Regions from separate parts of the Mus musculus genome. Here regions 1 and 2 are each linked to region 3. The links are chromatin contacts, called in public Hi-C and promoter capture Hi-C maps. All regions are on one chromosome and are shown on one strand. Each heading gives the region's core, a stretch centred on a gene start, on an enhancer-like site or on the middle of the called end of the contact. The rest is flanking DNA. Distances are from core to core; before and after follow the strand shown.

Evidence for each region. Promoter capture Hi-C pulls out the DNA fragments that hold promoters and counts their contacts. Hi-C and Micro-C count contacts between places; a contact is called where the count stands out from the background.
Region 1: a Hi-C map of cortical neurons shows a contact between it and region 3, with 1.7 times the contacts expected there. The contact joins two enhancer-like sites. A contact is called at or near these places in 4 of 39 promoter capture datasets (the HPC-7 cell line, cranial neural crest and liver), 23 of 484 Hi-C or Micro-C datasets (8-cell embryo, the AML12 cell line, the HPC-7 cell line and 11 more), 1 of 115 datasets of contacts at active chromatin or transcription factors (embryonic stem cells) and 2 of 9 other capture datasets (adipose tissue and pancreatic islet).
Region 2: a contact with region 3 is called in a promoter capture Hi-C map of hippocampal neurons, with 1.8 times the contacts expected there. The contact joins the promoter of Lrpprc here to the enhancer-like site in region 3. A contact is called at or near these places in 5 of 39 promoter capture datasets (the 3T3-L1 cell line, embryonic stem cells, hippocampal neurons and 1 more), 7 of 484 Hi-C or Micro-C datasets (cranial neural crest, embryonic stem cells, nephron progenitors and 1 more), 8 of 115 datasets of contacts at active chromatin or transcription factors (the HPC-7 cell line, the SCID.adh cell line, embryonic stem cells and 2 more) and 1 of 9 other capture datasets (adipose tissue).

Annotation. Positions count from the first base shown.
Region 1 is chr17:84,641,043-84,643,913 of GRCm38.p6, forward strand. It overlaps Dync2li1 (dynein cytoplasmic 2 light intermediate chain 1), which reads left to right. Exons shown (of 13, transcript NM_172256.2): 6 at 1,830-2,016. Among named protein-coding and RNA genes, the nearest start is that of Dync2li1, 16 kb to the left of the region's middle. Within about 2 kb of position 1,484, at least 14 of the 459 cell types and tissues checked have an H3K27ac peak or open chromatin away from gene starts, as enhancers often do. A contact at or near this core is called in cortical neurons, where this site is marked.
Region 2 is chr17:84,789,467-84,792,166 of GRCm38.p6, forward strand. It overlaps Lrpprc (leucine-rich PPR-motif containing), which reads right to left and starts at 1,320. Exons shown (of 38, transcript NM_028233.2): 1 at 899-1,320. The coding sequence starts at 1,047.
Region 3 is chr17:84,708,265-84,711,055 of GRCm38.p6, forward strand. It overlaps Lrpprc (leucine-rich PPR-motif containing), which reads right to left. Exons shown (of 38, transcript NM_028233.2): 33 at 2,271-2,410; 34 at 2,027-2,142. Among named protein-coding and RNA genes, the nearest start is that of Abcg8, 27 kb to the left of the region's middle. Within about 2 kb of position 1,402, at least 35 of the 459 cell types and tissues checked have an H3K27ac peak or open chromatin away from gene starts, as enhancers often do. A contact at or near this core is called in cortical neurons and hippocampal neurons, where this site is marked.

The sequences.
Region 1 (2,871 bases), core at 234-2,733, 67 kb before region 3:
TGTTGGCCATGATTAAATGTCTACATACTTATTCTGACCATTTTCTAAAGCATTCGTGTGTGTGTGTGTGTGTGTGTTTGTGTGTGTGTGTGTGTGTGTGTGTGTTTCAGTTGGCTAAAATATACACAACATAACATCTCCCACTGATGTACGTCTTGGTGAGGTCTTCTGCGGCTTTGAGCACATGTCCACGGTTGTACAGCCAGCACATGTCCACGGTTGTACAGCCAGCACTACCACATTCATTCCTAGGACTTCGTGGTCTTCCTGCAGGAAAGTTCCTGTGGGCTCTTAGCAGTTTGACTCCATGGTGTCTTATATAATGAGGTCATGGAGTATTTGCCTTTTTGTAGTTTATTTAACTTAGTATAATGTCCTCAAGGTCATAGTATAGCATGTGTTGAACTTCCCTCCTTTGTAATAGTGCGCAATGCTTCACCATCTGTATATCCTACGGTCTGTTCACCCATCAATCCGTCCATGGACTTTTGGGCTGTTCTGCCCTTTGGCTATCGTGGATGCCGCTGCCATGAACACTGATATCCACATCCTGTTTCAGTCGTAGCTTCCCCCTGGGCATAGTGGCTCGTGCCTATAATCCCAGCAGTCTGGGACCTAGGCAAGCAGATGGTTCAAGGCCAACCTTGGCTACATAGTAAGTTCCAGAACAGCCAGGGCTACAAGGTCTCAAAACACAAATAACAAATATTCTTCAGAATTTGGGCATAGACCTGGAAATGGAATGTTGAACCACGTGGTGTTTCTGTTGTGTTGTTTCAGGAACGCCACACTGTTTTCCAAAGCTGCTACACTGTTTTATACCCTTGATGCACAGTTAAATTTTCTGTATTCTCAGCAGCACTTACTTCCTATGTCTTTTCTTAGATAACAGCTACCCTAACGGCTGTGAGCACACTCTCATTTTGACAACTTTCTAATAATTGAAATTGTTGAGCATTTTAAAAAATTTTATGTGTAGTGTTGTTTTGCCTGCATGTTATGTGTATCTGTGTACCACATGCATGCAGTACCTACAGGGGCCAGCAGAGGGCGTCAGAACCCCCTGGAACTAGAGTCATAGACGCTTGTAAACCAGGGATTGAACCTTCTGAGCCATCTCTTCAGTCCTCAAGCATCTTTTCATGTGCTTCTTGGCCAACAGCTATCTCTTTGGAGTTATTGGAATCTATTTTTAAATGGGTTGTTTTGTTGTAGAGTTTAGATTTAGATTTATGTTTAATGTGTAGGAGTGGAGCCCACTGTCTGTGGTGATGGCAGTGTCCTCTGCTAATCAGAGCCGTGTTTTCAGAGAGAGAGAGAAGTATAGCTGGAAAACAGACGACTTTGATTTAAAAGCACTTTTCCAGCTTACTAGTTATATAAATAAGCGCTTCTAATTTCAGATCCATAAAACAGGCATCAGCACATCTAGGGAAACTGCCTAGAAAAAGCTTAAGCAAGCCCGCTGGCTTCCCAGTAAGGCTTGTCAGTGTGTCCATTCCCTTCCGTATACATTGCATTGCTGCTGACCTTGGCACTGAGATTTTTGCTCCTTTTCTGTGGAGCACCAGGTAAAGTCAGGTCTAAATGTGGCATCATCGGACCATTCGCGTTCAGCTTCTCTGTCTGAACTGCATCGTTCTTAGCTGTCATACTGAGTACCAGTAGGAAGGACCAGAGTACACAAGGCTCTAAGTGAGCTCTCACTCCGTCTTGGAATAATGGCATGCTGGGTTTTGTAACTATATTAGATAAATTTCAGGACATTTCACATCTCAAAACAGTTACCACGAGGAATCTCTTTGTTTACAGCTGTTTTATCTCTTTAGGACATTTTCTATTGTTCTTGTTTTGGATCTTTCCAAACCTAATGATCTTTGGTCAACCATGGAAAATCTGTTGCAAGCCACAAAAAGCCATGTAGACAAGGTGATAATGAAGCTGGGCAAGACAAGCTCCAAGGCTTCGGCCGAGATGCGGCAACGAATGTGGAGCGTGGTGCAGAAGGACCATCCGGTGAGCTTCCCGGTTTGTTCTGGCCTCAGTGCCACACCGAGTAGAGACAGTACCTCAATGCAGCTTCTTTCATTTTCTGCATGACTTAAAATGTGTTTGATGTAAATGAACTGGTTTACTGGAAAATTACAGCAATTTCATAAACCTCAGAAAGAGCCAGAGAAGGGGAAGACGCTGACGTCTCCTCGTCAGACATCTGCCGTGTTCACTGCGATGAACCTTACCATAACTCAAGAGAAAGGGAGTTTTAGAGCAGAGTTCTGACACTGATTGTATAATCTTTGTAAAATGAAGATGAAAATCCGGGTTGAACTGGGAGAGGCTGGCTGAAGCTACGGACTGAAGCAGGAGCTGAGAGTCAGCTGCCTCCCCAGCAACAGGCGTCTGCATTCATTCAGTGGCTGTCATGTGACACCCCCCCCCCCCCCCCCCCGCCGCCATCCCCAAACTATCAAGTCCTAGAGTTGCTGTGGTGGCAGCACAAGGTTTTAGATACAGTTGGAATGTCATCATCTAGAAAACTAAGAGAAGCATTTCCTAGTGTCCATAGTTTGTGCGCCTGTGTCTTACAAAGTATCAGGACCAAATTCAGCCAAGCAGCACGCACTTTACATAAATGAGAAGCCCCTTAAAGATGATGTCCTTGTAGGGAAGCCCAGCAGTAGCCGGGTGGAGCACTCAGGAGGCAGAGGCAGGCATGTCAGAGTTCGAGGCCAGCCTGGTCTACAAAACAAGTTCCAGGACAGCTAGGGCTACACAGAGAGAGTCTGTCTTGGAAAACAAAACAAACAAACAAACAAACAAACAAACAAACCAGAGTAGCAGACCACAAAAGTGAATGGGCGCCATGGTGTT
Region 2 (2,700 bases), core at 70-2,569, 81 kb after region 3:
GGCTGCTGAGTGATTTGTCCAATAGCCTAATGCAAATAAGCCAAAGCACCCTCAGTCCATGGCTCCCCACTCCAGATCATACTTCCTAAGTCTGTTTGCTAGACCCCAAAGTTCTAGTGTGGGGTGTACAACTGTCAATTTCTTTCCGGTACTAAAACCTAAGCACCCAACCTTCCTTTATCAGTTGTCAAGAATATCTATGTTCTTTAAGTGAACATACTTGTTTCCCTATAACCTCAATCCAGAAAGGCATATACTCACAAAAATACATGACACTAACTAGGAACTTAACTTGTTTTTGCAGTAGGTACATAGATCCCAACAGAGCACCTTGCACGCGTCCTTTAATCCATTCTAGTGTGACAATCTCCAACCCATGACATCTGTGTAAATACTGAAGGAAAATTCCACTCAGCACAACGCAAGCAAAAACCCGAACTGGCCATGATCAAATGTCAAGTTCTAAACTATCCCTAGATCACTAGAACTTCAAACCCCAATCCCAAGAAAAAGAAAATGAAAAACCAAAGCCTCGTAAGACTACAGACTAGCAGGTTACTGGTCACCAGCGTGCGAGAGCACCCAGGAAGGGTACTCCTAAGGAAAGGCACAACGCCTGTCCCCACCTCAGCCCCATCCACTCCCCCAAAGCCATTGAGCTTCACGGGCCTTTCCAAAGCTAGAGCAGGCAGAGACCTCAAGCAGCAAGCCGGAAGCCAGCCATGCCCTCGACCATGACCTTCTCAAGACTCTCAACCTTGTCACCCCAAACCACTGGCAAAGCATGGGGGAGGGGGTGGCCTCATGCCTGAGAAGCCGGGACCACGGAATTGGAGCAAACGAGCAGGACACCAGCCCGTCCACCGCAGCCAGTCAGGAGGAAGGGTCCGGTACTCACCCTGCAGCCGGCCGGCTACCAACAGCCGCGACCCGGACGACGGAGGACAGCCGGCCCGGGACGCCCGCAGGGAGGCGCAGGGACAGCGGGAGGCGCGGGGCCGCCGCGGCCCCGAGCAGCCAACGCGCGGGTCTCAGCAGGGCTGCCATGGCTCAGCGTACCCAAGGCAGGATAGGATGCACGCTCCTGCAGAGGACCTGGAGGAGCACGTGACGACCCGGTCGCCCCTAGTGGGACAAACTAAGGACCGAGGGCGTCCAGCGGAGGAGGAGGCAGATCCCCGCCAAGGCTCACGGGAGAGGCAAGCCGAGTTCGCGGGATACCCTGGATCCGCCTTCTGTTTTACTATACATTGTTTTTTGTCTTCCGTTCACAGTGTCCCTGTTCCCTTGTCCAGCGCCCCGGCTCTCAGCGAGCCTGGCGACAACACCCCTCCACTTTGAAGTTGGTAGAGCCCACTAGAGGTCGGCTCCGCCCATGCGCGCGCAAGGGCTTGTGGGGGGCCAACTAGGAGCGACACCGAGGGTTGCTGGGAAGGGCCGACCGTGCAGATCCCGGGGTGCCTACGACGTTCCAGCCTTGCGCCTCGGTTGCTACCGAGCCGCTGCCCTAGCTGCTCAGTGACGTAGTTCCTGCCGTAGCTCTCAGAAACGGCGGCCAGAGAAAAGCTTGACGAAGAGAACTGGGAGGCTGTGGACCTCCAGGTTAGCTACATGCTATTTGTGTGACTGGGGATGGGGTAGATAAATATACAGAACTCATCCTAAGTGCCTCGCTTCATGAAATCAATGGATTCTAATAAAGGTCGTATAATTTTAAATGTCAAGGTTGAAGTTTCTTTTTCTCAGTGCCCCGCTCCTTCCAGTTAATGCACTAAGCAACTAAGGTAGTGAGTGGTGCAATTGTCTGAGGATAGGTCTGGAGCTAGGAAAACAAGTTCTTGCCCTCACAGAGCTCGCATACTGAAAGGGTTCCCTGTGCACTCGTGTGAACCCGGGAACAGGTTTCCACTCTACTTAGTTATTCCTTGACTGCTACCAAGTGAACAGTCAAATTCTCCCTCTGCAAGTTTTCCCATGTGGCTGTTTCTTCTGCTAGCCAACAAACTTCAGAGTGCCCAGAATGAGAATGCAGCCTCTTTTATGGCGGAAGCTCGTGATCAGTTGAAGACACTTCGTGCTTTGAGCATTTATTGAATGGATATACGTTCAGAGTTAACTTGGCTTAGCTTTCTTTTGGAGAAGCTAATACCGCCCTGCAAGATGAAGTTACTCTGAGTTACTATAGAGCACTATGATAGAATATAATTCATTCTCTCATTCAGCATTAGTACTATTTATTGAGCACATATTTTGTGTCAGGCACTATTTGGAATGCTGGGAATACAACATGGGGGGGGGGATCTCAATTTAGACAAAATTCCGTACATCTAAAGAAACATAAGAATTGTGATATAAATAAAAGATTAAGGTAGGTTACGGTCTGTGGTGATTAATCTTGATAGGATTTACTATCACCTTGGAAACCAGACTTTAAGCCAGTGAGGGAGTTTTTACATTGGATTAGTTGAAGTGGCAAGACCCACCCTGAATGTGAATGACACCACTGGGTCCCACTGAGTGTAGGTGTGACGCAAAATCATTTGCTTTTTTAAAAAAATATATTTATTTTATTATGTGTATGAGTGTTTTGCCTGCATGTATGTGTGTAACCACAAGTGTGCCTGGTGCCCTTGAAGGTCAGGAGAGGGCTTCAGATGTCCTGGGAGTGCAGTTAGAGACAGATACAAGCTGCTGTGGTGG
Region 3 (2,791 bases), core at 152-2,651:
CAGGAGCCCAGCATCTGGCCAGGTTTACTTAGGCACGAAAGGGGGCGATGGGCGAGCTGTGTCAACCCTGGTGAGTGTGGCTCTCTGCATCAGGGATGAAGTTTGTTTAAAGAGAAAAGGGAAAAATTAAACTAATGCTTCAACAAGCACAGAACAAGGCTCAGGACTGCAAAGAAAGAGGGAGGAAGGACCACCACTCCTCGCCAATTACTCTGCCAAGCATTCACAAGTGAGCTAGGGATCATAAGGTTAATTATACATTTAATAAGGTGTCAGGGAGATAACTGCTCGTTTCTTTATAAAAATTAAAATGTACAAAGCAAGTTCTCTTTAAAGTATAATTACCTACACTTATGCATACAAAAGGACTGATTTCAATCTCTGCAGTTATAAAAGGCTTTCACTGCAACAGACAGCCAGTGCTCGAGAAAGAGACAAAAGTTATACTAACAAAGTTTCTATGACAGACCAGATAAATCAAGTGTCTATCCAGTCCTACATGCTTTAGTCAAATGAAATCTGGCAAGACAATATTTTAGTTTACATCATCGCAGATGTCATCCTCCACGTTTCTGACAGCACAGTGCTTGCTCAAAGCTTTACAACACTGTCAATGCTAAGATGAACAGCACAAAAAAACGGCTGGGACACACACAACATTGGCGTCATAAACACCCGGGAGCCAAGCGCTCCTCACTAGAGAAGCTCAGCTCTTCATTGTGTGGCAGGCAGAGATGCGGCTGCTGTCAGGTCTGCACTCAGCCACCACCAAGAGCTCCAAGGTGTGGTACGGCTGCTGGAGACAGCTCTGAGCATGGCTGCTGGCAATTCTACTTCTCTGGAAGGCATGAAAATGGTGGCTCACAATGAGCTGGTAGAGCCAGCAAGGTCCTCCTCTAGAGAACAATTAGAAGAGTGTGTTCAAGGTGAAAGAACACCTTCACCAGTGTGACTAGGTATCTGCTTACAGCCCAGGGTAACCTGTTAGCACCAAACCCAGGGAGATAAAGCATAAAAGGCTGCCTGAGAGAACAATGAAGATTCCCAGAAAACTATCTGTCCAATTTCCTACAAAGGAAGTAAACAAACCAAACCAAACAGAAGCAATCTGTTAAAGCAGAGGAAAATGTTCAGACACGCCTCTGTAAGTGGCGTGGCTTGTGCTGTCAAGCTAGACACACTTGGATCAAACCTGGAGCTCAAGCCAGTGGCTAGAGCGTGCCGTCCACATCTTCACTGACTCCTCCCAGCTGGTAGGAGCGGAAGTGAACATAACAGTATTTACAATCAGAAATTGGTCCCAGGCCTCAATTTGACACAGGGAGTCTACACAAACACAGCCGCTGGCGGGATCACCGTGACTGTTTGACTGCCACCTGCTGGGAAGGGGCCCCCGGCGGTGCCTGTTTGTGTACATTGCCAGCGGCGGCGGATCACCCACCGCTCCAGCGCGCTTGGCACAGCTTTCTATTTAGAGCTGTTAAAATGGCATGAAAGCAGTCGTCTCCTCTCCTCCAGATTGCTGATTTAACTGAGTGCGGGCCACAGAGAGAGCCACATTTGTCATTTAATGTGTCTGTGACACATTAGTGAATAGAAAGCAAATTCAACTCTTAATAAACCTTGAATAAGGCACTGAGAATGTTTGAGTATTCAAGTGAGAAGCTGTACGTGAAAAGCAAACATTTCCTACTTCTTGTTTGCAAACTGTGTTGCCATGGTGATGCACAGTATTTAGAGCATTAAAGAAATTAGGAAACCAAAGGATTTGATGCTTTGCATTAGCCATCTTTGCAGAACCACTTGTCTCAGTTTCCTACTCGACGCCTGTCTTAATTACTAGGATTTCCAGTTCGACCTGACATCTTTAAAACTGGCAATAGACAGCCCACAGGGTCGTCATGCAATCTGGATTGACACTGAACTTCAGGGTTCTAGCAGGAGTTTCATCCATCCCGTGCACTCCGGTCTAGTCCTCTCCCAGTTCAATTCTCATGAGCTCCGAGTCCCGATGAGGAGTCATTACCTCTAAGAGAGCTCTGGCCTCATCCACCTTGCCTGAATCCACAAGCTGCAGGAATAGATCAGTGACGGGCTTGTAAAGTGCAAACTGATTCGCCATTCTCTCAGACATGATGCTTACTGCAAGAAACACAGGTAAGGAAAAGCGTTCACTAAACGGGAATGGCTCACGGGCCAAAGAAGTCTGGGCCAATTTCACCCAAGACAAAGATGAGCTTCTACGCTCTTTTAACAGCAAGGCAACTCACACTTCTCTAGCGCTGGTTCCATCTGCTCTTCGATCACTTTTCTGAATAGATACGACAAGCCAAAGTACTGAGGTTCTATGGCTTGGTTCTCGGAAGCAAGCAGGTGCTCAATGTTTTCTATGGCAGCATCAAGTTTATTACTGTAAATGAAAACAAAATCACAATAAAGTATTTACTTGTATAAAATTGCAGTCCGTTTTAACTCATGTGGATACTCATGCAAATACTTCAGAAAAAAGGGACTATATTTATAAGCAGATTAATAACTAATAATTTTCAAAGCCTATCATGTAACATAACCTAGTTATATAGATATAAAATGCTATAATTTTGGCTTTATAGATCACAGAGGGCATTAGAATATGAAGCAAAGACAACATATGACATTTGGAGATGAAAAAAAATAAAAAGATCATACACCAAAAGTTGTACTTTCATGGCTAACAGAGACTTCTTTTCATCGGGCACCATATATTTGGAAAATACTCAATACTAGAATCCTCAGAAAAGGGCACTTTTTT